7 separate regions of the Mus musculus genome follow, and regions 1, 3, 4, 5, 6 and 7 are each linked to region 2. Evidence: chromatin contacts called from public Hi-C, promoter capture Hi-C and targeted proximity ligation data. All regions are on one chromosome and are shown on one strand. The core of a region is the stretch at or near the end of the contact, and the rest is flanking DNA. Distances in the headings are between cores, read along the strand shown.

Region 1 (3,269 bases), core at 164-2,663, 480 kb before region 2:
TTGCTTTTTTTTTATTGGCTTATTATTATCTTTATTATCTGCACCTTCCGCCACTGAAATCAACTCCAGGAGGTCGGGCATCTGTTTTCACTTGAGTCCTAGGAACAGTGGCTGCTCAATATCTGAATGAATAAGTAGCGGGTGCCAGGCTCTAAAGGAGTTCTATGGCTCTAACAACCCGGATGCTAACGTCATCTGGTTACTGACACCTCAAGTTCTGGGTCCTTTCTTGGTACCAGCGACCACCAGACCCCCTGCTTCTGCCCGCCGACTCCCGGAGCCCAACACTCACGCCCAGCCCTGTCCCAGGCCGCGGCCAGCCAGCATCACCCCCCGAATGCTGGGATCCGAGCGGAGGAAGAGCACCACGTTGCCCAGCAGATTGAGCAGCTGATAAGCAGCTAGCGCCAGTTGCAAGGCCCGGGCCAGTGGTCCCAGCGGGGGTGGCCCAGGCCCCAGCACCATCACGTAGGCCAGCTCCAGGACCACGACGGCGGCCCACAGCGCGGTGAGTACCAGTGGCATCCGCGCGGGCGCTCCTTCTGCGCCCCGAGCTGCCCAGGACTCCCCCATGGTCGGACCCACCGGCTTTCCGATCGCTGGGATCCCACTGCTTCCGCATTGGGGAGGGCCTAGCAGCGAACTGACGTCTCCTGCAACCAATAGGAGCTCCGCAGGGGGTGCGTTGCGCGCGCCAGACTTATAGGGAGGGGCCACAGATACGGAGAAGTGATTGGCTAACTGACCAGATGTTCGAAAATCTGATTGGTGATGCTGCCCAGGTGTCAAAAAGAAGCAGTCCGCCCAGCGTACTGCAGTAGCCGCCCCTGGTGTGGCTTGCTGCCACTCCATGAGGATTGAGTTGCAGCCCCCGGGGCGTCGGGGTTTCCCGGCTCAGCACATTCTCCCTACACTCCTCTACAGCCGCCCCGGTATTAATAGACCTGGCTGGCCCTATCATCTGGCCCTGAGCCTTTCCCCATGCTCGGGTGTCTCCATCACCCTAGAAAACTCCCCAAACAACTTGTTGACTTGCTGTTACAGACTGTGAAATAGAAATAGGGGTCTGTTTCTCGAGCGCAATGCTTAGGAGGGACAGACTCAGGTCCAAGGGGCAGCCTTTAGGATGCCTACAGCCACCACTTGGAATCCACTTAATAGATGAGGAAACAAAGTCCATGGCTGTCCCAAGATCACACAGCAAGTTAACCACAGAGCTAAAATGCGAACCCACTATCTAGGCCAGTAGTCATCCCAGCATCCCCCGCGATTCCGCAATCTTTGACTCCAGCACAATCTCTTCTCTGGTCCAGTTCCCAACCTCCCTCGCCCCCTATCTGGCCCCACCCACGTACCCCATATTTAGTACGAACCCGATCTGGGGGCTGGACCGGGCCCTACTTAACCCGGCCTGAGTGTGCAGGAGCTCGCCCAGTGAAGCAGAGCGGAGCCAAGAGCCTGAGCAAGATGATGATGGTTATGCAGCCCGAGGGTCTGGGGGCCGGGGAGGGGCCCTTCTCTGGCGGTGGGGGCGGCGAGTACATGGAACAGGAGGAGGACTGGGACCGCGACTTGCTGTTGGACCCGGCCTGGGAGAAACAGCAGCGGAAAGTGAGTGCTCACCCATTTCCCAAAGGCAAAAACTGAGGCTGGGAGGCCAGGCAGTTCTTCTCGGGCATCTGGGCAGTTCAAGGTCAGAGCCTGGCTGTAATCTAGAGTGCAGCTCCCCAAACCAGGCTCTGCCCACCAGCTATATGCTGTCCTCAAAGATCAGAAGAGTTCTCATAGGGATTTAGGATATCAAGGACACCGTGGAGTCCCTCAGTGACTCCCCAATAACTTTAAGCCCACTGCCCCTCTTGTGTTGGTGAAAGTGGATTTTGGACAAGGTCCAAGAGACCCAACTCATTCTTGGATGGGAGGTGAGGGGTTCTCAGAAAGTTATGTTCCTTTAGTCTCCAGTTAAGTATCCCTAGACCCCATCCTGAGGAGAACATGCCAGACACACAACCAGTGGATTTGGGGTGTAGGAGAGAACAGCTGTCTCATATTCTTTCCCATCCTCTACTCTGTCTTCTGCTATGGGTGGATCCCTCTACTGGCTTGACAATGGAGGAAATTGAGGCCCAGAAAAGGGCACAGATAGGCAGGCAGCCTGTTGTGTACTGAGGAAGAAAAGAATGCCCCCATCTGAGGGTCTTTGTTCCTTGCCTCACCCCACTCTTTCCCAAGATTCCCCTCCCTGTCTAGAAGCCCTGAGTCTGCTGAAAAGGCCAGAAGGTCAGGAGGAGGGGAGCCCCGGCTCCCCTTACCAGTAACCTAACCCAGGCTCCCACATGGACACTTGTGCTGAGGCAGCGCCTTTGTGGGAGCTCAAGAGGGCCATGAGGGCAGCCATTGCCCAGGCTCAGCCTTGCAGGGCACTGCCCCCTCCTTCCCTGGATCATTTCACCCCTGGCTACCAAGAGGAGGGAGCAGGACACCTGGGTTCCCTGAAGAGAAAATGATTCCATCCGAACTGAGGAATTTTTGGGGTTCTGAAGGCCAGGCTTAGGGTGAGCACCATGAAGCCATGGAACCTGCCTTTTGCCAATTGTGCGTGCTTTTAGGAAAGTAGAGGGCATTGCAGACCTGAGAACCCCAGAATTTACAAGCAGATCGTTTCCGCTGTGTTAGATGACAGGAGCTGACTGCGGGGGGGGGGGGGGGGGGTGAGAAGCCTGAGCTGAATGGAATGAGGCCTGGGATGATCCACCCTCCCCCCCAGCCCCCTCCCCCTCCCCCTGCACCTGTCTCCAAGCATGGCTGTGGTCCCTGAGTTCCTGCAATCCCCGGGTGATGTCATCCCTGCCCCTGGCTCCAGCTGCCCTTTGCTCCTCAACAGCCCTCCCCCTCTCCCTCCCCCTCCCAGATCACAGTCTGTGTGTTCCCACCACAACAGCTGGCAGTCTCTTTCTTGCCTTTGTCATCTAAAGTATCAGAACCATCCTTTCATTCCAATTTCTAGCCACCCATGTCCATCAACGATCTCCACCACCAACCCAAGTCCACCATTAATCCATCAACAGAACGGGGCAGATGCTCTGAAAACCAGTTAGCATGCCCTGTGTGTGGGTGGACATGTGCGTTTTCTTCCCTCGGTCCGCTTTGTTTATCTCAAAGCTGTAACATCCTGTGGTACAGCAGGTACCACCCTGCCCCATCCATCCCTGCTCCTGCATTCATCTTCACTTACCAGTGACTCCAATATCTATGGTTCCCAGCTTCGG
Region 2 (3,405 bases), core at 332-2,831:
TTGTGGGATTTACAATTTAAACGGGCCTCAAAGCACGAGATTGGCTGGGGAACTGCCCTGAGCGCAGTTGGGCTGCTCGCATGGCATTGCTGTTACCTCTGGCTGGGCTCCGTCGACGTCCGGAGCCCGCTTGCCCGTCGGGCGGCTGTCGAGCCGCGGGAGCCGGTTCGTCGGCAGGGCCGAGCAGCTTGGGCCGCCGCTGCCCCATCGCTGACCCTCGCGCGAAGCTGCGCACACAAACCGGAGACATTTTCTCGGCTGGGCCTCCCTCGCAAGCCGCGGCCCTGGGGTTAGGGGCGGCCCGCGCCCCTCTCCGTGGGGGGTGCCCCGACTCGCCGGGGGCGGGGTCACGTCCCACCCGGGCCGCCGAGGGCACCGGCGCTACGGAAACCTGAGCGTGGCCAACAGCAGGGGCTCCCTGGGCCACCTCCCTGGGAGCCTGCGGCCCGCAGTGGGGTGTGCTAGCTGCTGCCACCCCTGAGCCGTCGTGGATCCCACTGTCGCGCACAGCACCTGTGGACTCCCTTGTCAAGCGTCTGGAGCTGCCCTGAGGGAACAGAGCTCGGGACAGACATGCTACTGCTACCGGTTCCTGCCCCTTCGGAGCGGCGAGGAGTGGGTGAGGCGAAACCGGTTCGCTGCACGGACAGGAGCTCCCCCCGTGCTAAGGGCGGCCAGGCCCTGCAGCGGGGGGCGCAGGGGCCTACTCCGGGATGGCGAGCAGGTGGGCCTCGGCCGGCCGGCGCGTGAGGGAGGGCGCCCGGCGGGAGGGCGCTTCTTTCCGTGCACTCCCTGGGTCTGACAAGACCCGAGCACAGCACCCGGCTCTGGCCCGCTCCCATGGCATGACCCCGGGGGACCCCGCGTTGAAGCGGCCAACGGCTGCCCTGACCCAGGCCGTCTGGCCCACGTTTGTGTGACCCGTCTGACCACCCAGCAGAGGTGGCTCGAAGGGGAAGGGGAGATGCTTCCTACTGCTTGGGGCGGGGTGCTGTGTTTTGTGGGGGTCGGGGGTCACAACCCTCCCTAGAGTAGTGGGGGAGGGAGGGCGGCTGGCGCAGCTGGCCGGCGGTGGGCGGGGTCACCGGCGAAGTTGCGAGTGTGTGTGTGTGTGTGTGTGTGCGCGCGCGCGCGCGTCTGTGTGTGCGTGTGTGTCTGTGTGCGGGTGTGGGGGAGAGAGAGAGCGCGCGCGGAGGAGGCTCGCGACTGGCGCGCAGGCGCAGGCACCCGGTCGAGCCGGCGACCTGAGAGGAGGCGGGCAGGGAGCGGGGGCGGTAGGCCGGCCAGAGGGCGTGCGGGCTGACGCGAGGGGGGGAGGGCGGGGAACCGCGTCGGCGTCGCGGGGCGCGGGCGATTCGAGGCCGACGCAATCGGCGCGTGCGCGCTCCGGCGGTGTGTCCGTGGTAGAGGGGGCGGGGTGGGGTGGGGGGAGTGACGCGTGCGCGTTCACGTGTGTCCCGGAGAGCGGTAAGACGCGCAGGGAGGCTCGAAAGAGGTGGGGGTGGAGAGGCGACGGGAGGGAGGGGGTGGTGGTGAAGAGAGGGCGCCTGCGCAGTGAGGCCGGAGGAGCTGTGTGTATGTGAGAATCTGACGGGTTCAAAATGGCGGCGGCTGCTTCAGCGGATCCTCCTGTGTGAGGGAAACAACACCCCTCCCCGGCAGCGGCGGCGGCGGCGGCGGCGGGCCGCAGAGCACCTTTCCAGTTCCCGGGCCCGTCGCGGTTGTTTCCCTCCCGGGCAGTGGGCTCTTCGCGTGGAAGGGCAACGTCAGGGGGCCCATCCCCCGGAGTCCCTCCTCTGCTACTGGGGAGTAGCTGGGGGTGTACGGGGGATCGTCCCGCAGCGCGGAGCCCCGGCTCAGGGGACGACGCAAAGGCAGCCGAAGGCCCCCGGTCAGGGCGCTTCGCTGCTCCCGCCCTCTCCGCCCCCCGGGGCCGGGGCCCGCGTTCCGGGGGGCCGGGCGGCGCGGGGAGCGTCGGCCGGGCGGGTCTCAGCTGATCGGCCGCGGTTCCTGGGCTTCGGTAGCGGCTGTGGCCGGCTGAGGGTACCGAGAGGAGGGTGTTTCCCGCGGCCCGGTTGACCCGGGTCTCGGGCTGGGGCTGCTGACCGCCAGCTTGGGGGAGTAGCCGAGTGGTCTTGCTTCCCTGACGCCTCGGACGCGGAGTCTGTAAAAGCCAGAAGAGGAGGTTTGATTCAGTAACTGTTTCCTCTTTTCCGGGTCGCTCTGACCCTTCTCTGGATACTGGGTTAATACACAGAAATACCGAAGACGACGTTTGGGATTTTATTTTGTCTGTGTTTGGAATTTTACTTCTCTCTTGGACAAGAACTCAAGAACAAAATCCTCGGTGAGATTTCCCCTCCCCCCTCCCCCGCCCTGGGAAGTTTGGTTCCCGGTCTTATCTAAAGACTTAATGTAAAGTTTTTATTTCTTTGCAAGGGGTGAGCCACAGAACGCCTTTTCCCTAGGGGAGCAGTCGAGGTTTACCGCTTTGCTGTCCGGCCCTGGGGTGCAGACTGTGTCCCTCGCGACCGAGGCCGAGGAGGGCAGTGCCACGAACTGCTCTCGCAAACTATGTCATCGGGTCCTCTGAAAGGATTTTGTTAACGTGGCCGTATTATATTTACAAGAGAGAAAAAAAACATTTGTATATCCAATTAGAAGCCATTATTCTGGAGAAAGATATTTAGAAAAACGAAAACCCTTGCTTGGTGTTGTGGATTGATTGACGTGCCAACCGGCCTTTATTTAATGGATGTTTCACCCGTATCCATATATCGAGACGTTTCATTTATTATTTACTCATCTAGATTAGATGGTATTTTTGCCTCCGTTTGCAACTCTCAAATTTGTTCTGTAGTTGTCCACCTTGAGGTGGATGGTAGTTTGGGGAAGGCAGTTCCTTACTAGAAGGATATGGGACATTGGTTTGAAGTCTTTCTGTAAAACCAAATTTTTCTTGCCCTCTTTTTTTTTTTTTTTAATGAAAGTAACCTCCCCGTTTTGCTTATAATTTGTTATTACCTGTTTGAGAACTCACTGGTTTAGGGTCTGGCTTAGTTTTGTGTGTACTTCACCTTCACCTGGCCATTCAGCACTTTAGAAATAAAAGTCCTTCCTGGGTTTGGTGCTGCACACCTTTGCCAGCACTGGGCAAGCAGAGGCAGTCGGGTCTCTTGTAAGTTGGAGGCAAGCCTGGTTGGTCTATGTTGTAGTTCCAAGACCACCAGGGCTATGTAGAGAGATCCTGTCTCAAAACAACAAAACTTAAACACACACACACACCAGCAAACATACAGAAGAAGAGAAGTAAAAGTCCTGAGCCTTTTCACCTGCATTATATCTGTGTAAGGGTCCCTTAGAACTGGAATCAGACAGTGACCTGCCATGTGGTTGTTGAGAATT
Region 3 (3,289 bases), core at 641-3,140, 440 kb after region 2:
CAACTATATGGTGGCTCACAACCATCTGCAGTGGGATCTGGTGCCCTCTTCTGGTGTATCTGAAGACAGCTACAGTGTACTCATATAAATAAAATAAATGAATCTTAAAAAAAAAGACACTTCCCATCGGTAAGCTGTCTCAGTAAGTGACCACAAAACCTGATGACCTGAGTTTGAAGCTCCACATCGCAGTCAAAGGAGAGAACAACCCACACAGGCTGGGCTCTGATCCCCACCCTCTACAGGCATTCCACAGCACTTGCGCATTCTTGCTGCTACACACACACACACACACACACACACACACACACACACTAAATAAATGTTTAAAAAAAAAAAGAAAAGAATGTCACAGTTCTGGAAACACAGGAACATGCCCCAACCCCAGCGCGCTCTCTCTCTCTCTCTCTCCCTCTCTCTTTCCTCTCTCTCTCCCCTTGACATATAATCTTATATGAATAGCTTGGGCTGGCCTCCAACTTGATATGCATCCAGGGATAACCTTGAACCCAATCTTCCTGCCTCCATTTCCTCCCAAGTTCTGGAATGGCTAACTTGTGTCAGCATGATCCATTTATGCAGTGCTAGGTGCTACGGTAATTTTTTACCCCAATAAGCCCATATAAGAAACCACAGAACCCAGTTATTATATTTATAAGCTATATGCCTAGATTGGGCTGATCTATCACTATACTCATCTATTCCCCAGCTATTTGCAGCTTTGCCAGGCCCGGTGGATCTGCTCCATCTTCCTTTCACCTCCTCTCTCTCCCTCTCTCTCTCCCTCTCCCTCCCTCCTGCTTTCTCCTCTCCCTCTGAGACCTCCAGACCCACCTTTCCCTTCCACTGCCCAGTCATTGGCTGTAGCCTTTTTTTGACCAGTCAGCACGGGGAAAAGGCCCTGTGACATCACCTGAGTGATCTACTGCAACCCCTCTTGAGGAAGCAGAGCTAACACCACATACTAACAGCACCAGGGCAACCCACAGCAGCTGCTTCTTGCACACTAGGCTAGCAGTCTGTGCTAAGATGCACCCCCAGCCTCATTTTTGTTTGTTTGGTTGTTTGTTTGTTTGGTTGGTTGGTTTTTCGAGACAGGGTTTCTCTGTATAGCCCTGGCTGTCCTGGAACTCACTTTGTAGACCAGGCTGGCCTCGAACTCAGAAATCTGCCTGCCTCTGCCTCCCGAGTGCTGGGATTAAAGTCGTGCGCCACCACGCCTGTCTTTGTTTGCTTTTTTGATACAGAATTTAATACATAACTGAATTCTTGAGTCCAGGATCCTCCTGCCTCAGTTTCTACAATGCTAGGATTACAGGTTTGTGCTACTCTGCCCTACTCTGGACTGTGGCTTTTTAAACTTGAAACCAGAAACTCAGCTCTGGGCTGGTCTCCAAAGAAGTCCCTTTCTTTTTAACAACCTGGTCACAGTTCAACCAGGTCCCCATAGACCCACAAAGCTGCCTCATGTCATCTGGAACTCCACCAGGACAGACAGGGCTTGCCCCACCCCCAGCAAGCTGGGTGCTTCCAGGAACCTATCTTCTCACAGGGTTGTGAAGCTCAGAAGAACAAGGAAGATCAAGACCACCACCCACTCCCCCTGGCCCCACCTCTGCCATGAGCCTCCTGGTCCACCTATCACTCTGAAGTTCTAGGCTCCTTAGTGGTCTCAACCCCTGGGCTCTTGGCCCTTCCCCTGACCTATGACCTCCCCATCCGATTTCTGTCAGCCATTGGCCCTGCTCTCTGGTTCTAAGGCTCCTCTCAGCAGGTGTACCTACCCCTGATCTGCTCGTGGGTGTTTGCCTTTGGTGGACATTCTGGCTCCAGATGTACAGCTCCTCTCCTATCCCGCTGGCTCCTGCTCTGCCTCTGCCTCTGCCTCTGCCAATCACTCTAAGTGTCCTTGGACCACACTCCTACACCCACACCTAATGGCATGGTGATTCTGTCCTCGCAGGGCAGCTGCTTTGAAACCTCACGCCCTTCCTCTGCCAACTCTTCCCTGACTCCACTGAAGGGAACTGGATTGACAGGATGGGCAGGCTTCCAAGGCATGGAGGGCAGCTGGGAAGCAAGCTGGAAGGAAAAATGTCTTGGTGCAAATCTCACCAGAGCTCCACCAGCAATCCTATCTCCTCCAGAAAGCCCCCACGGGCTAAGTCACCATCTGCCCTCACACACATGCACAACCAGGCTGGCCCTGTCTGGCTAACCAAGAAAACTACATTTCCAACTTCCTATGATCAAATGGCACACACAGGGCAGAAGAAGGGGCCCTGACAGTTTTAGAGGAGACCTGGTAGGCATACAGTTGGGGGAGAGGGGCCGGTGGGGGGCACTTACGAAGGTGGATGTCACTTATATCTTTTTTTTTTAAAGATTTGTTTATTTATTATATGTAAGTACACTGTAGCTGTCTTCAGACACACCAGAAGAGGGAGTCAGATCTCATTACAGATGGTTGTGAGCCACCATGTGGTTGCTGGGATTTGAACTCTGGACCTTCGGAAGAGCAGTCGGGTGCTCTTACCCACTGAGCCATCTCACCAGCCCGTCACTTATATCTTTATTTCCTATTTCTATGTGGAGCCACGTTGAGTTATTTAACCTCCCTGAGTGTAACCATGATTGTCTCTGACTCTCCTGGGAGTGAGAAGACAGCTCACAGCTTCCGGCACAAGCCAGTGTGTCTGGGGCCGCAGCACTGGAGGCTCCTAGTGTTTCTGTACTTCACCAAGTACCTCCTAGGGTCTGTGAAGCAGGAGACTGAGATCAGCCCTGCCACTGTCTCTCACTGGTGACCAGACCCTATGCCCCACCCCTCCCTGACCCAGACATCAAACACACACCCAGTTCAGGGTTGAAGAGAGGGTGTCTTTGCCAGTGGGTGTCTGGCATAACCTCTCCTTGTGGTTGGAGCTCAGCCATTAGGAGCCACAGCACAGTACAAAGCTCTGGCCCACGAATCTTTGCTAGTGTCAGAGCTCAGTGTCCATGGGCCCAGGAAGGGAGCACAGTAGGAACGGGGACAGGGACACAGGATGGCTTATACAGGGTGGCCTTGCCTGAGAGCATCAGGTGGGTCCCAAAGATGACTTCCCACCCTCAGTTGCAAAGCTACACTGTGTGTGGGCTACAGGCTGTGTGAAACCTAACTCACTAGTTACATTTTAAAGAAAACTTAAACCAGAGAGGACCCCACACAGTCATGACCCTGAGAGCAATGGGCAGAGTGTGAAATCAAACCATTAGGGAGCTTCCTGTACCCTGCTCTGTCCTATGC
Region 4 (3,145 bases), core at 96-2,595, 480 kb after region 2:
AGACCTAAAGACCCATGTTCTGTGCTGCCCACAGGAACCAGCGGGATGGGCAGGTACCACGGCAAGTTCTCCTTTGACACCTTCTCCAACCAGCGTGCCTGTCTGCTGCGCAGCCCGGGAATGGAGAAAATCAATGACTTGCGCTACCCACCCTACTCCAGTCGCAACCTCAGGGTGTTGTTGGTGGCCATGGAGGAGAGGTGCTGCAGCTGCACCCTGCTGTAAGCAGGGGTTTTGGGGTACAGGAGCCTGCCTGGGGCACAGCTTCAGAGAAGTGGCCTGCCAGGGCCAAGGCCACAGAGCAGTCTGCTCAGCCCTTCTTGGTGGAGCCCTCTGCCTCCTGGGGCTCCCCTTTTTGGACCTTTGAATAAGATAGGCTGAGGGTAGGAAGGCAGGAAGGGATGCAGTGACCATAGAATCTTCGAGAAAACAGAGCACTTCTGAACTACCCACCCTCTCGTGGATAGTGTTGCAAGGGAGCAGTGATAATCGGCACAGGTCATACTCTGTGACCAGGCCTGTCTGGGTCTTCTCACTCTCAGTTTTCTATCTGCACAATGGAAATAAAACAGCCTTAACAAAACAGCCTATCGTCGTGGAAGTATTAAACTAGGAGGGCTGACTCCAAGCTACAGGTGTCTTGTCTTTTTTGGAGTGGAGGTGCTGCCTCCGTGATAAGTCCAAGACCTTTCCCCAGCTACAACTCACCCCTCACCTCACAAGTTTACTCAGCCGTAAAACATTCCACCAGTCTGAGCTCCATGCTCCAAGGGATGGCGCTTCCAGCCACTCACCTGCTAAAACTCAAAATTTTTGACATCCTGTCTCTACACATGGCCTGGTTTTTGACTAAGTCAACATGTCCTTCCTGGCCTTCCAGATTCTACACCGCCAGCTTAGACACTACTTCCTGAAGGAAGCATTTCTGATCACTCCATACAAGGCATGCAGATTGCCTCATGGTTCTCTAGTCCTAGGGGCAGACTTGACAAAAGTCCTGCTACCCGCGGCCGTTACAAGGACCAGTGGTTAAAGCGCTTGTACGCTGTCGCCATCTTTGCAGTATTCAAATGAGCCCTACCCCTCCCGCCTCCCCGGACTGTAGCAGCGTCCCAAACCGAGGTCAGGAAGTCCCGCCTTCAGGATCTCGGAAGTCAGGCGCATTAACCTCTCTGATACAACATGGCAGCTCCCTACAAAACTTCAAGCATCTGCTCCCATCAGCCAATTAGAGAAAAATATAGTCCTGGGCCCGCCTCCTACAGGACCCTAGGCCAATCAGACCAAAGAAGGAAAGGGCACTATGGAAAAAGGCGTGAGAAGCTCGCCCAATGGCAGCATCCTGAGCTTAGGCTCCGCCTTCCGGTTGAACCGCATCTGGGCCAGGGAAGGAGCCGCAGCACTTCAAGGTGGGTGGCCAGGGCAAGGCGGCGAAGACAGGGTCTGGGTGACGCAACGACAGGGTTGAACGGGGTGTCACCGCTGACCTTATGAAGTCTGGGATCTAGCGCTTCGGCTCGGGACCCGCGGCTTGTGCGTCCTTCCCGAGCTGCGGACCGGAAAGCCTGCACCCTCAGGCGCATGCGCTGCCTCGCCGGCTGCCTTCTGCGTTCATAGGGTCAGAGGTCAAGGGGAAGGTCTGAGAGAAAGTGGTAGGTTGGATCCAGGATTGCTTGGGGTCAAGAATTGGCCGACCCCTACAGGTCAAAGGTCACAAGAGGGCGCTAGAGCGTTGGTGATCTGCCAGACTCTTGGTCAAAATCCCCTTGTTTGCATACATCCCTAATTTTCGGGACCCCTCTTCCTACATTGTAATCCAGAAACTGAGGCCAGGGGACATCATTTGCCCAAGGTCACTCTGCAGGTTGGGGAGAGTTCCAGGAGCCCCTTGGGTTGAGGAGAGGAACTTGACCCTGGTAATTATTTAAATCTTTAAGGGTTTTCTGCAGGTATCTCCTGGATTCCTGTCCTGGTTCCAATGACATTGGGTAATTTGGGAGCAATCACTTAACATGACAGGATGACAGGGTCTATGACATTTGACATGAAGCCTGGCTCAGAGTTATCAGGACCCACTAGGAGGACCCACCAGAAGAACCATCCAGGCTCCTGAATACACTGGTGGTGGTCAGGGAGCCTTGGTGTGAGCGGAGGATGAGGAGTGGACATGGGGAAATGGATTAAATAGGTTGCTTAGGAACTGCAGAAATAGAAGGAACTTGGGGTGCCCAGGAACTGTGAGTCAGCAGAGTGAGGTCAGATTGAGGGTTAGGGGTGCTGGTCTTGAGTGGGATTGTGAGTGAATGGGGCGTAAGGTAGAGGTTCAGAGGAGGGCAGTTTTAGACCCTTCTCTTCCCTTCTCCATGTTCCAGATGTATCGCCTGAGCTCATCAATGCTGCCACGGGCCTTGGCCCAGGCCATGCGCACAGGTAGGGCTAGAGGCCTTTCCTGGGGGTGGGGGAGCAGAGCTTCCTGGTGTGAAATCACCTCTCTCCTTGCAGGACATCTTAATGGACAAAGCCTTCATAGCAGCGCAGTGGCGGCAACGTACAGTGAGTAGCCAATATTCTGACTTGAGCTTTTCTGACCGTCGTCACACCCAAGGCCCGGGAAATTGCTTTGCTAGGGACCCTCTGTGAGCTCTAGTTTCCACTCTGAAAATGAAGGTAGCGATCAAGAGAGACTGTGACTCAGTCACTGTAGTACCATCAAAGGCGGGAGGCATGTGACAGGAAAGAGCTGCTAGGTTATCAGGACCCACTAGGAGGACCTAGGTCCCTCACTCCCTGAACTTGAAAAGCTTTGCCTGGGTGCGCTTCCAAAGCCAGCTTCCATTAACCTCCCTCCCTGACCTCCTGCAGAGTATGTGAATAAGAAGGAACAGGAGTCTGAGGTGGACATGAAGTCCGCAACTGACAATGCAGCTCGGATTCTGATGTGGACAGAACTCATCCGAGGTGGGTACCAGTGAAGAGGGGAGAGGGGAGAGTCAGGCGTGGACGGCCGGAGAGGAGAGCATCCTCTTACCAGCTCTGTACTACTCCCAGGACTGGGCATGACCCTAAGTTACCTCTTTCGAGAGCCTGCCACCATCAACTACCCCTTTGAGAAGGGCCCACTGAGTCCGCGCTTCCGTGGGGAGCA
Region 5 (3,378 bases), core at 396-2,895, 460 kb after region 2:
TTGAACCATATGTGCCCTAGAGCTCCAGCCTGACCAACCTGAGCCTCTGCAGCTAAGACCTTTTCTGTGAGACCTTTTTTTTTTCAACATAGTCATGGCTCACTGGGCTGAGAACCTGGGCTGTGCTGGGGGTTTCAAGGCTGTAGCCCAGGAAGTCACAGTTTGTCTGGTAGGATGCCAGAGTCCCCATGAAACCAAATGTGCAGATGGGGGGAGGGGGGATGGGGGATCTCTTGGTTCCTCCTCTATAGCTGGGATTTCCCCTTTTCCTTCTCACTCTTCCAAACAAGCAAGGCCTCTCTGCAGTTCGCCTCAGTCCAAAATAGGAGGGCAGCAGGTGGCCTTATGATCCAACAGTCTCTGTACCCCACAAAGTCGGGGGGGGGCGCGGAAACAGAAGTTTGGCACCTGATGAGCACAGGTGTGTAGAGCAGGGCAGCGATAGGCGTCACGTTGATACCCATCAGCATCTTGCTATCGATGTCCGGCAGCCCCATGTTGCCATACTTCACCTCTCTGTAGGTCTCATCATAGTGCAGGATCAGTTGCATCTGCAGGAGGCCTGGGGACAGGGAGCATCGTAGAGAGCTCTAATCAGTCTGGCTCAGAACAACTAAACAAGCTCACGGCAAGGCTGGCAGGGCGCCGAGTCACCTAAGCGACCCTTTCCTGTATTCATCAGGACCAGGATAAGAACAAGACTCCCGTTCCCAGCCTCCCGCACCGAGTCTCTGGCTGGGTTGGGGGCACACTGGCTTGTGGCACACCCCGCCTCCCAGTCCCAAGTGCACGCCACAGCAACAGCAGATGTGACCCGGGAAGTGAAAGGGGAAGGAGGCCAGCTAGCCGCAAGGTTTCTCTTTCCAAGCTCGGGAGTGGAGGGGGAGGGGAAGCAGAGGGCTAGCAGGGTTAGTGTGTCCTCCCTACCCAGGTAGACGCCGTAAGTAAGGGTGACACCCGTGCTGGCCGCCAGCACGTTCTTGACCACTCCGAGGCGCTTGCGGCGGTAGTAGCGGCGCTCTTCCTCCTCCTCATTGTAGTTGGGGTACGCACCCACGAGTTCGTCCAACTGCGGGCCAATCACTAATCACATGTTGGCTCCCCGGTCGGACTCCAGACCCTATCCCGGCTTCCAGGAACTCAGGTTTCCCATCCAGGGTCCTAGTCCCCATCCCAGGGCCCCCGCACCCCACTCGGGGTGTCAGTCCACAATTCTGGATCTCTGTCCCCCTGACCCGGAGTCCTGGTCTCTTCTCTAAATCCCTGCTCCCCACTCCGGGTTCCAGCTTTCCACTCAGAGCCCCATCCCCTATTCCAGAGTGTGTTCCTACTCTGAGACCCTGGTCCCCAGTCTGGAGCCCCGCCCCTCATCCTAGGGTACAGGGGGCCTCCCATCCCAGGGACCTTCCCCCCCCCCCCCCGGGTGCCCCGCGGGGCAGTCGGTCCGGTGTCCCATTGTGTTTCCCTGCCCTGCTCACGGGAGCCTCTGGCCCATCAGGAACTCCGTGCCGGTCTTCATCCCCTTGAGGACCCGCGGCCCCGGCCACAGGGTAGAGCGGAGGCTCCACCTCCATGACCAGATCCAGATCAAGGGCTTGCAGTTCTGGGCACCAGCAGCTGGTTGGGACTTCCTTCATCAAAGACCGCCCTGTCTAGTAGGCCCCACCCCGTCTAGTGTGGGCCGCCTCCTCCTAATACTGTCCATGGTGTGTGTGTGTGCGCGCGGTATGTGTGTGTGGTATATATGTGGTGCATGTGTGTGCATGCGTGTGTGATTTTTGTTTATGTGTGTGTGGTGTATGTGTGTGCAGTCTGTAGTGTGGTGTGTGTGTGTGTGTGTGTGTGGTTTTTATGTGCTGTGGTTTATTTGTGTGTGGTGTATATAATTTTTTGTTTGTTTGTTTTTTTGAGACAGGGTTTCTCTGTATAGCCCTGGCTGTCCTGGAGCTCACTTTGTAGACCAGGCTGGCCTCGAACTCAGAAATCCGTCTGCCTCTGCCTCCCGAGTGCTGGGATTAAAGGCGTGCGCCACCACTCCCGGCTGTACGGTGTATATAGTATGTGAATGTGATGTGTGTGGTGTATGTGTATGTGTGTGCAATGTGTGTAGTGTGGTTTGTGTGTGTATGTGTGTTGTGTGCTTGTTTTATGTGTGTGTACAGTGTGTATGTATGGTGTATGTAGTATGTGTGTGGTGTACGTGTATGTATGCAGTCTGTAATGTGTGGTTAGTGTGTGTATGTGGTATGGTTTGTCTGTGTGGCATGTCTGTATATGTTTTTGGTTTGTGTGTGACTTTTGTATGTGTGGTGAAGCAGAAGGTGGGCTTTTGTTGGCTCTATGAAGGGAGCAAAGGCGGAATGTAGTGCAGTTGGTCAGGTGCTTCCTGTCATGAGCAGAGTCCTGGGGTGATCCTGGGGTGGTCATGGCTGTGCACACCTGTAAGTCCAGCATACAAGAAGTGGAGAAAAGAGACCTGGTATTCAAAGAGTCATCTTGCTACATCTCAAGTTTGAAATTTGAAGTGAATACATGAGATACTGTCTCAAAAATAAAAGTGAAAGAACAGAGAGAGGGTGGTGCCATCATCTGGGGCATGGAAGACACAGGACAGGAGGGACACAGTGGACACTAGGAAGCTCTGAAGCTGTGTGGCTGCAGAGTGGACACCAGTGTTTACAGTCTCATGTGGTAGCCGTGGTGAGCCTGTGGCTGAGTGATCATATTGTTGGGAATGGCAGTAGACTTTGAGACCCCGAGAGGATGCAATCCTATAGGATAGAGGGGTCAGGTGAGGCGTAATGAGAAGAGAGCAGCTGGAATAGGGAGGGGTGTACCACAGGGAGTGGGCTCAGTGGGCACTGAGTGGAAAGGGCAAGGTGGTATGTGTGTGTGGGTATGTGTGGGTATGTGTGGGTGTGTGTGAGTGTGTGTGAGATGTGTCTGTGTGTGTGTGATGTACCTATGTGTGTGTGTGATGTACCTATGTGTGTGGTGTGCCTGTGTGTGTGTGTGTGTGTGTGATGTGACTGTGTGTGTGGTGTGTGTCTGATGTGTCTATGAGTGTGTATATGTCTCTGTGTGTGATGTGTCTATGTGTGTGTGTGCGCGCTTGATATGTAGTGTATGTGGTATGTATTTGTGTGTAATGTATGTGTGTGTGATGTGTGTATGTATGTGTGATATGTGTATTGTGTATATGTATGTATATGTATGTTTATTTTACATGTAACATTTGTGGTATGTATGGTATATGTGTATAGTGTATTGTGTGCATGGTGTGTAGTGTGTTTGTGTGTGTGATATGTGAGGTTTGCGATATGTGAATGCTCTGACAGAGGCTGAGAGGAAGCACCCAAAAGAAGCCCCACCCCTCTC
Region 6 (2,997 bases), core at 269-2,768, 440 kb before region 2:
TATCTTTCAGAGAGTTGCACAGTAGCTACCTGGACTATAACTTGATCATGTACCTTCAAAGCAACAGTGACTGGCTGTGGGTGTAGTGGGATGATTCTCGGGGGTTGGAGATCCCACTTTCCGGAGGCTTCTTCCTCCTGCAGGCTTTTGATCATTTGCTGCAGTTTCTCTAGGTGGTGCTGGGCAGTTAGGCGCCGGGTAAGGACCCCGAGGAGGGGAGGCAGGCCAGAGTCCAGCAGGGAGTATCGACTCCACTCCATTCTCATGATCTTCATTTTCTGCTTCAGATCCTCAGCCACTATGTCCCGGAATGGCAGTGGTTTACTCTCTGAAGCCAAGATCAGCGGGGTGAGGGGATGAGGAGAGGGAGGAAGAAGGCACAACTCATCTGCCAGACTCCACCCCTCATGAAGACAAGGCATGGACTGGCCCCTTTGGAGCCAGGAATGGACTGGTGAGGTGGGGAATTGGTGACTCTCACTGCTGGGAGAATGACTAGGCAGTGGTACCATCGGTGAGGGTCTCGATTCAATTTCTTTATCCTTTATCATGGAGGGCACCCAGAGGAGCTGCTGTCTACTCTTCAGCTGGGGGATGGATTTCAACTCTTCCACTGGATCAGGTTCGGGCTCACTGGGGAAATCATATGGGCGGCTGAGTTGGACAAGGTAGTTCAGGTTGAGGCTAGAGCACGGCATGTGGTCTAAGCCAGTGCTGTGAGGCCAGGGGATTGGACAGAGCTTGAAAGTCCCAGGGGGACAGGGAGGAGGACGCAATTTGACTATGCCTCCCTGGGCGTGCTTTAAATTTAGCAGGGTCTGAAAATCAGCCAGCAGACAGCGATAGACATCAGGACTGGTGAGGAAAACTGTGCAATCCCTGGCAAGGTTTACTGCCAACCGGCTGAGGGTGGCTGATTCAGTGAAGACCCTTCTAGAGGTCGGCAGGGTCACCAGCAGGTGCAGGTAGCGTACGAAGAGCTGCTCACTACTGATCAGCACGTAGGACTCGAGCCGCTGCCGCAGCTTCTGGTTGTTTTCGTAGTCCAGAATGGGTTCTATAGGAGGTTCCCGCCAGTTGCACTTCAGCTCTTCTAGAATAACCTCAGTGAGACGAAGTCGGTCCTTGGCAGTTACTCGTGCCGCCCGCCCGCTGCTTGCTAGCCGCTTGGACACTTGGCGGCACAGCGGCCCAACTTTCAGCTTCGCCAGCGGGATGGATTGCAAGGGCGTGGCATCTTGAGAGGGGCGCTTCGGAGGCTCTGGAGGAGGCTTCGCCTTGCTGGGGAAGAGCGACAGCGGACTCAGCAACCGGTGGTAAATCGGCTTGAGGTCAGGTTCCTGACTGTGTGGTTCCATCTTTACCAGGTGGTTCCGGCTGAGCGGGTAGAGGACGCCAAATGGTTACTAAGGAAACTGCATCAATGCGCCTGCGCAGCCGGTAGCACTACCGGACAGCTCAGAGGCCTCAGCCTAGGGAGCGCACGCGCCAAGGAGGTGGAGCTAAGGGCGGCCTCCGAGACTCCGCCCATCCCACAAAGTAGAGTTGTGTTGGTCTCTGGACCCTACCGGTTCGGTGCGGCCTAGGCAGTGACAACAGCTAGGATGGCTTCGAAGTCGGGGGACGGTGGGACTGTGTGTGCGGTGAGTGAAAGCTTCATGTGGAGCCTCGCATAACTTCAGCCCTTGGGGTGATCAATATCTTGGGAAGCCAGGAAAGAACAGGCTCCTGGGGAGGTGAAATTCCGGGGTTAGGACGGAGATGCCCCTCACGGGAGGGGGGTTGGTGGTAAAGACCGCGATCCTGGAATGTTCATGAGATAATAAAGGAGGAATTTGAAGAGAAGTCAAGTGCAATGTGTGCAAAGAGACATAGGGGATGAGGTGGCGAGTAAGGATCATGTCTGACATGTGCCCTGGCCTTGCTTCCCTTACAGTTGGAGTTTGCAGTGCAGATGAGTTGTCAGAGCTGTGTGGATGCTGTGCACAAGACCCTGAAAGGGGTGGCAGGTAAGAGTAGACAATCTTTCTGGGATCAGCCAGGGGTTTGTGTTTAGCCGTATTCCGGTTGCATAGATGCAGAAAGAATGAAAGGAAGTTTCTCAGAGTCCGGGAGATGCAGAGCCTAGAGTATAGGCCTCAAGCTTTGCCTAGCCAGAGCTTTCTTCTAGTACAAACTGCCTGTCCAGCTGCTGAACAGCATGGAACTAGCCAGAGTATAGAGCACTTCCTACCAAGGGCATTCTAGAGGGGGAGGGGGGCGGGCATTTGAGGTCTGGCTTGGGAAATAGAACAGTTCTGAGAAAGCAGACAACATCCCTGGCCCAATTCAGGGACTTTAAGCCAGGAGGTCTGCAGGTGGGTGACCTGGCAGAAGAGGAAAGATATGAAAGGCAGAGTCATTTTCCTGACGCTAGAAACTGGCTGTTTTGGATTCTGTTAAATGTTCATTCAACCTTTCAGCCAGTATAGATTAGACACTGGGGGTTTCTGAGGGAAAATGTTTACCCCTATGCTTAGGTAAAGATCGTATAAGCTTTGGCAAAGGAGCGCTCCTAGAACACTTCCTTGGGAAGCCATGGTGGCAAAGGGAAAGAAGGAGATGAGAGTCTGAAGCCAGGACACTGGCAGGGGTGGGGTGGGGAACCCCAGTGCGTATAGTTCCACAGATGTACAGCTTCGTGCTTATTTTCTGTGTTTCTGTTTCTTCAGTGTTTGAACAGTGTTCATAGCTCAGTGTTGTCATGAGGAGTGAATTAGTTGATACAAGTCTTGAGCCTGTAGTGAGAGCCCACTCAATTTCAGGGGATTGTAAGAGGAAAGAGGAGAAAAGCTTACAGGCAAAGGTGGGGTTTTAGGAGGACGATTGAGGGGACTGATTGTTTTGTTTTATTTTGAGATAAGGTCTTTCTCCACATAGCCCTGGCTTTCCTGGAACTCACTATGTAGGCCAGGCTGGCCTGCAGTTCACAGAGATCTGCTTACCTTTACCCCCGAG
Region 7 (3,098 bases), core at 41-2,540, 510 kb before region 2:
TTCTGATGTAGGTAATTAGATAACTATCCTGAACATTGACAGTTTGTGCCGGAGCTCGCTCAGAACTCGCCGCCCCTAACTACATCTTTCTGTGCTGCTGTTTTCTCTCCATCCCCCAGGCTCAGAAGTACAACTTGTGGAGTATGAGGCCTCAGCCGCTGGTCTCATCCGCTCCTTCTGTGAGCGGTTTCCCGAGGATGGGCCCGAGTTGGAGGAGGTTCTTATCCAGCTGGCTGCAGCAGATGCCCGATTCTGGAGGAACCAGGCCCAGGAGGCCCCACCTGGCCAGGCTTGAGAAGATCTGTGTGGTCTCTCCCCTCTTTGTCAAACCAGGGCTGTCAGTAGCTCTGAGTTGTGTGTGATTAGGAGTCAGGGGAGGGAGGGGCAGGAGCTTGGACTTTGGTGCTACCTCAGCTGAGGGTGGTGATGCGAACCCCTTCCATTTGTCAGCACTTTGCAGTTTACCGTATGTCCTCAGTTTCTGGATCTGCACTGCCATCTATGGCCGGAGCTCAACAGGGTGCCTAGTCCGGTTTTCCACATGGGAAGGTGGCAATTCTGAGAAGTGACTGTTCTAGACCCGGCAGGTGGCATGTGACAGAGCCAGGGCTCAAAGCATTCTCACCAAATCCAGCGCTCTTCGTGTATTACTTTTATAGCCAGAAAAATAAATATGACGACCACCATCTCTGCAGTGTATGTTTCTTTCTCTTCCAGTTCAAAGCCAGGGGAGGGCACACTACATCACTTTAGGCTTCCAATCCACAATAAGATTTTGAATATCATTTCCAAAGGAATGCACAAACTCACAACGTGTTCCGGAGCTCTTCTTTGTGACATATTTCTTAAGATTTGTGTGTTCGTGTGCATTTTCTTCATGGGTGTGGTGGTGGTAGCAGAGACCAGAAGACCCCATCAGATGCCCTGGAACTACGGTTACAGAATTGTGAGCTGCCATGTGGGTGCTGAGCAGTCCAGGGTCCTCTGCAAGAGCAGCAAGCACTCTTGTACTTTCAAATGTTTCCGGAGCCAAAGAACCGTAACACACTAACATGAGATCCTCACCCATTAATTTGTTTCTCAGTCTAGTCTTAATCCCTAAAAAGCGCTCCTCCCCAGGCCTCAAAGCCCAGGCCCCTGTCTTTAATGCAGAAACCATAAGTCAACATTGCATAGGACAAGGAAACCAGTGCTTATTTGGTCCCAGCCGGGACAATTTTACCCCGGAACCTTTGTTCCTGTGCTTTCGGATGCCCGGATTCTATTGGGTGTTGCGCGATGGCTGAGCTGGTTGCCAAGGCGACGCCTGGGAAAATGGCTGCGGCGTCTTCATCGGATTCTGACAGCGGGCGAGCTGAGAGGTTAAGTCCCGGATCCTCACCGCTTCCTTTCCCTCAGATGAATAGATGGTGCTTGGTAGCGGGTTCTGGGCTCTTGCTTTCGAGCAGCGGTGGAAGTTCTGGGAGGGCCCTTTAGAAATCAGAAGAAAGCTGATGGCCAAGAAGTATCTGTATGTGATTGGCTGGTCACTCCGGGCGCCAATTGAGCTCAGATCTAGACTTGGTATTATCCTTTCGATGTTCGTGCTCTGTTTCAGGCGTCATCTCGCTTAGAGATTTTATTTATTTATTTATTTATTTATTTATTTATTTATTTCGTCATGGGGCTCACTTTCCAACTATCTTTTTTCCCTCTCAGCAACGAAGCCAATTCTAAATGGCTGGACGCACACTACGACCCCATGGCCAACATCCACACCTTCTCCTCCTGCCTGTGTGAGTCTCTAGACATATCTAGGGACACCCAGATTCTAGGAGGATGGGAGGAACAGGGAACGGTTTCATGGAGAAATCTTTGAGATTCTGAGACTCCTTTTCGACCCTTTTGTGTTTTCTAGCACTGGCAGATTTGCATGGCGATGGGGAGTACAAGGTAGGCAATCAGAAAGTTGAGTGGTGTGTGTGTGTGTGTGTGTGTGTGACACTCAGAAGTGAGATTTGCAAAGAGGCTCAACATACTCTGGAACTCATCAGTACTAAAAAGGCACACTTCGTTGCAACTTCTTTCTTTTAACGATGTATTTTTATTTTGTGTGCGTTGGTGCTTTGCTTGTGTGTGTGCTTGTGTAAGGTTTCAGATCCCTTGCAACAGGATTTACAGACAGTTGAGAGCTGCCGTGTAGGTGCTGGAGTTTGAACCAGGATCCTCTGGAAGGACAGCCAGTGATCTTCACTGCTGAGCCATCTCTCTAACCCCAGAATTTCTTAGTAATTTGGAAAGTGAACATTAATTTTATAACATGATCTGCAGAGGTTAAACAGCAAGATGTTGTGGATTTATAGTACCAAGACATACGATTTTCTCTCTCTCTCTCTCTTTTTTTTGTCTTTGTTTGTTTGTTTTTCAAGACAGGGTTTCTCTGTGTAGCCCTGGCTATCCTGGAACTCACTCTGTAGACCAGGCTGGCCTCAAACTCAGAAATCTGCCTACCTCTGCTTCCCAAGTGCTGGGATTAAAGGCATGCCTCACCACTGCCCTGCTGACATATGATTTTCTAAAAAATAATTTGAGGGCCAGGAGTGGTAGTGCCTGCCTCTAATCACAGCACTTGGGCAATAGAAACAGGGCGATCCATGAGTTTGAGGGTGACCTGTGAAGTCCAAGGCCAGCCAGGTCTGCTTAGTGAAACTGCATCAAAAACAAAAAAACAAAAGCGAACTAACAAACAGAGCAATCTGCATCCCAAAACACAGCATCAAAATGAATTTATCTAGTGTTGGAAGGATGCATGCAGTGTGGAGGTCCGGTGACAACCTTTGAGAGTCGGTTCTCTCCTGTCATGTAGGTCCCAGCAACTGAGGTTAGGTCATCAGACATGGTGGTGCGCACCTTTACCCACTGCAGGTCCCAGTTCTTTATGTCTAATCATTATTGCTTAACTTTTCAGTTTATAATACAAAATAATAGGCTTTAAATAGGAAATGATTCACAAACCTTTTCTTTTCTTTTTTTTTTTTTTTAGTCAAAGTTTTTCTCTGTAGTAGTCTTGGCTGTTCTGAAACTCAATACATAGTCCAGGCCCCAGGATGGCCTCCAAC

What was found. A called contact is a pair of places that touch in the nucleus more often than the background predicts. Capture Hi-C pulls out chosen DNA fragments and counts their contacts.
Region 1: a targeted proximity ligation map of cardiomyocytes shows a contact between it and region 2, with 4 times the contacts expected there. A contact is called at or near these places in 1 of 484 Hi-C or Micro-C datasets (embryonic stem cells) and 9 of 130 datasets of targeted methods (astrocytes, bone marrow-derived macrophages, cardiomyocytes and 6 more).
Region 3: a promoter capture Hi-C map of liver shows a contact between it and region 2. A contact is called at or near these places in 1 of 39 promoter capture datasets (pre-B cells) and 1 of 9 other capture datasets (liver).
Region 4: a targeted proximity ligation map of pancreatic cancer cells shows a contact between it and region 2. A contact is called at or near these places in 1 of 39 promoter capture datasets (pre-B cells), 2 of 130 datasets of targeted methods (memory CD8 T cells and pancreatic cancer cells) and 3 of 9 other capture datasets (adipose tissue, liver and pancreatic islet).
Region 5: a targeted proximity ligation map of pancreatic cancer cells shows a contact between it and region 2. A contact is called at or near these places in 1 of 39 promoter capture datasets (pre-B cells) and 1 of 130 datasets of targeted methods (pancreatic cancer cells).
Region 6: a targeted proximity ligation map of pancreatic cancer cells shows a contact between it and region 2. A contact is called at or near these places in 4 of 39 promoter capture datasets (the 3T3-L1 cell line, 3T3-L1-derived adipocytes, cranial neural crest and 1 more) and 3 of 130 datasets of targeted methods (bone marrow-derived macrophages, microglia and pancreatic cancer cells).
Region 7: a contact with region 2 is called in a Hi-C map of forebrain, with 5 times the contacts expected there. A contact is called at or near these places in 3 of 39 promoter capture datasets (the C10 cell line, embryonic stem cells and hippocampal neurons), 2 of 484 Hi-C or Micro-C datasets (embryonic stem cells and forebrain) and 2 of 130 datasets of targeted methods (bone marrow-derived macrophages and embryonic limb bud).

The regions. Positions count from the first base shown.
Region 1 is chr19:4,876,053-4,879,321 of GRCm38.p6, reverse strand. Actn3 (actinin alpha 3) reads left to right here and starts at 1,413. Exons shown (of 21, transcript NM_013456.2): 1 at 1,413-1,611. The coding sequence starts at 1,468. It overlaps Zdhhc24 (zinc finger, DHHC domain containing 24), which reads right to left and starts at 654. Exons shown (of 3, transcript NM_027476.3): 1 at 293-654. The coding sequence starts at 573.
Region 2 is chr19:4,395,253-4,398,657 of GRCm38.p6, reverse strand. It overlaps Kdm2a (lysine (K)-specific demethylase 2A), which reads left to right and starts at 1,581. Exons shown (of 21, transcript NM_001001984.2): 1 at 1,581-2,347. It overlaps 9430078G10Rik (transcription initiation factor TFIID subunit 4), which reads right to left and starts at 2,774. Exons shown (of 3, transcript XM_030251152.1): 1 at 2,765-2,774; 2 at 1,208-2,328; 3 at 17-547. The coding sequence starts at 2,774. The coding sequence ends at 17.
Region 3 is chr19:3,957,409-3,960,697 of GRCm38.p6, reverse strand. Aldh3b3 (aldehyde dehydrogenase 3 family, member B3) reads right to left here and starts at 1,890. Exons shown (of 10, transcript NM_028545.2): 1 at 1,785-1,890. The coding sequence starts at 1,822.
Region 4 is chr19:3,910,974-3,914,118 of GRCm38.p6, reverse strand. It overlaps Ndufs8 (NADH:ubiquinone oxidoreductase core subunit S8), which reads left to right and starts at 1,345. Exons shown (of 7, transcript NM_001271443.1): 1 at 1,345-1,409; 2 at 2,373-2,430; 3 at 2,503-2,553; 4 at 2,863-2,958; 5 at 3,049-3,145. The coding sequence starts at 2,373. It overlaps Aldh3b1 (aldehyde dehydrogenase 3 family, member B1), which reads left to right. Exons shown (of 10, transcript NM_026316.3): 10 at 35-628. The coding sequence ends at 225.
Region 5 is chr19:3,933,453-3,936,830 of GRCm38.p6, reverse strand. It overlaps Unc93b1 (unc-93 homolog B1, TLR signaling regulator), which reads right to left and starts at 1,645. Exons shown (of 11, transcript NM_019449.2): 1 at 1,479-1,645; 2 at 928-1,069; 3 at 409-562. The coding sequence starts at 1,637.
Region 6 is chr19:4,837,843-4,840,839 of GRCm38.p6, reverse strand. It overlaps Ccs (copper chaperone for superoxide dismutase), which reads left to right and starts at 1,518. Exons shown (of 8, transcript NM_016892.3): 1 at 1,518-1,643; 2 at 1,937-2,009. The coding sequence starts at 1,605. Ccdc87 (coiled-coil domain containing 87) reads right to left here and starts at 1,474. Exons shown (of 1, transcript NM_207268.3): 1 at 1-1,474. The coding sequence starts at 1,358.
Region 7 is chr19:4,904,819-4,907,916 of GRCm38.p6, reverse strand. It overlaps Bbs1 (Bardet-Biedl syndrome 1 (human)), which reads left to right and starts at 1,290. Exons shown (of 17, transcript NM_001033128.3): 1 at 1,290-1,361; 2 at 1,699-1,775; 3 at 1,898-1,932. The coding sequence starts at 1,315. It overlaps Dpp3 (dipeptidylpeptidase 3), which reads left to right. Exons shown (of 18, transcript NM_133803.2): 18 at 120-688. The coding sequence ends at 295.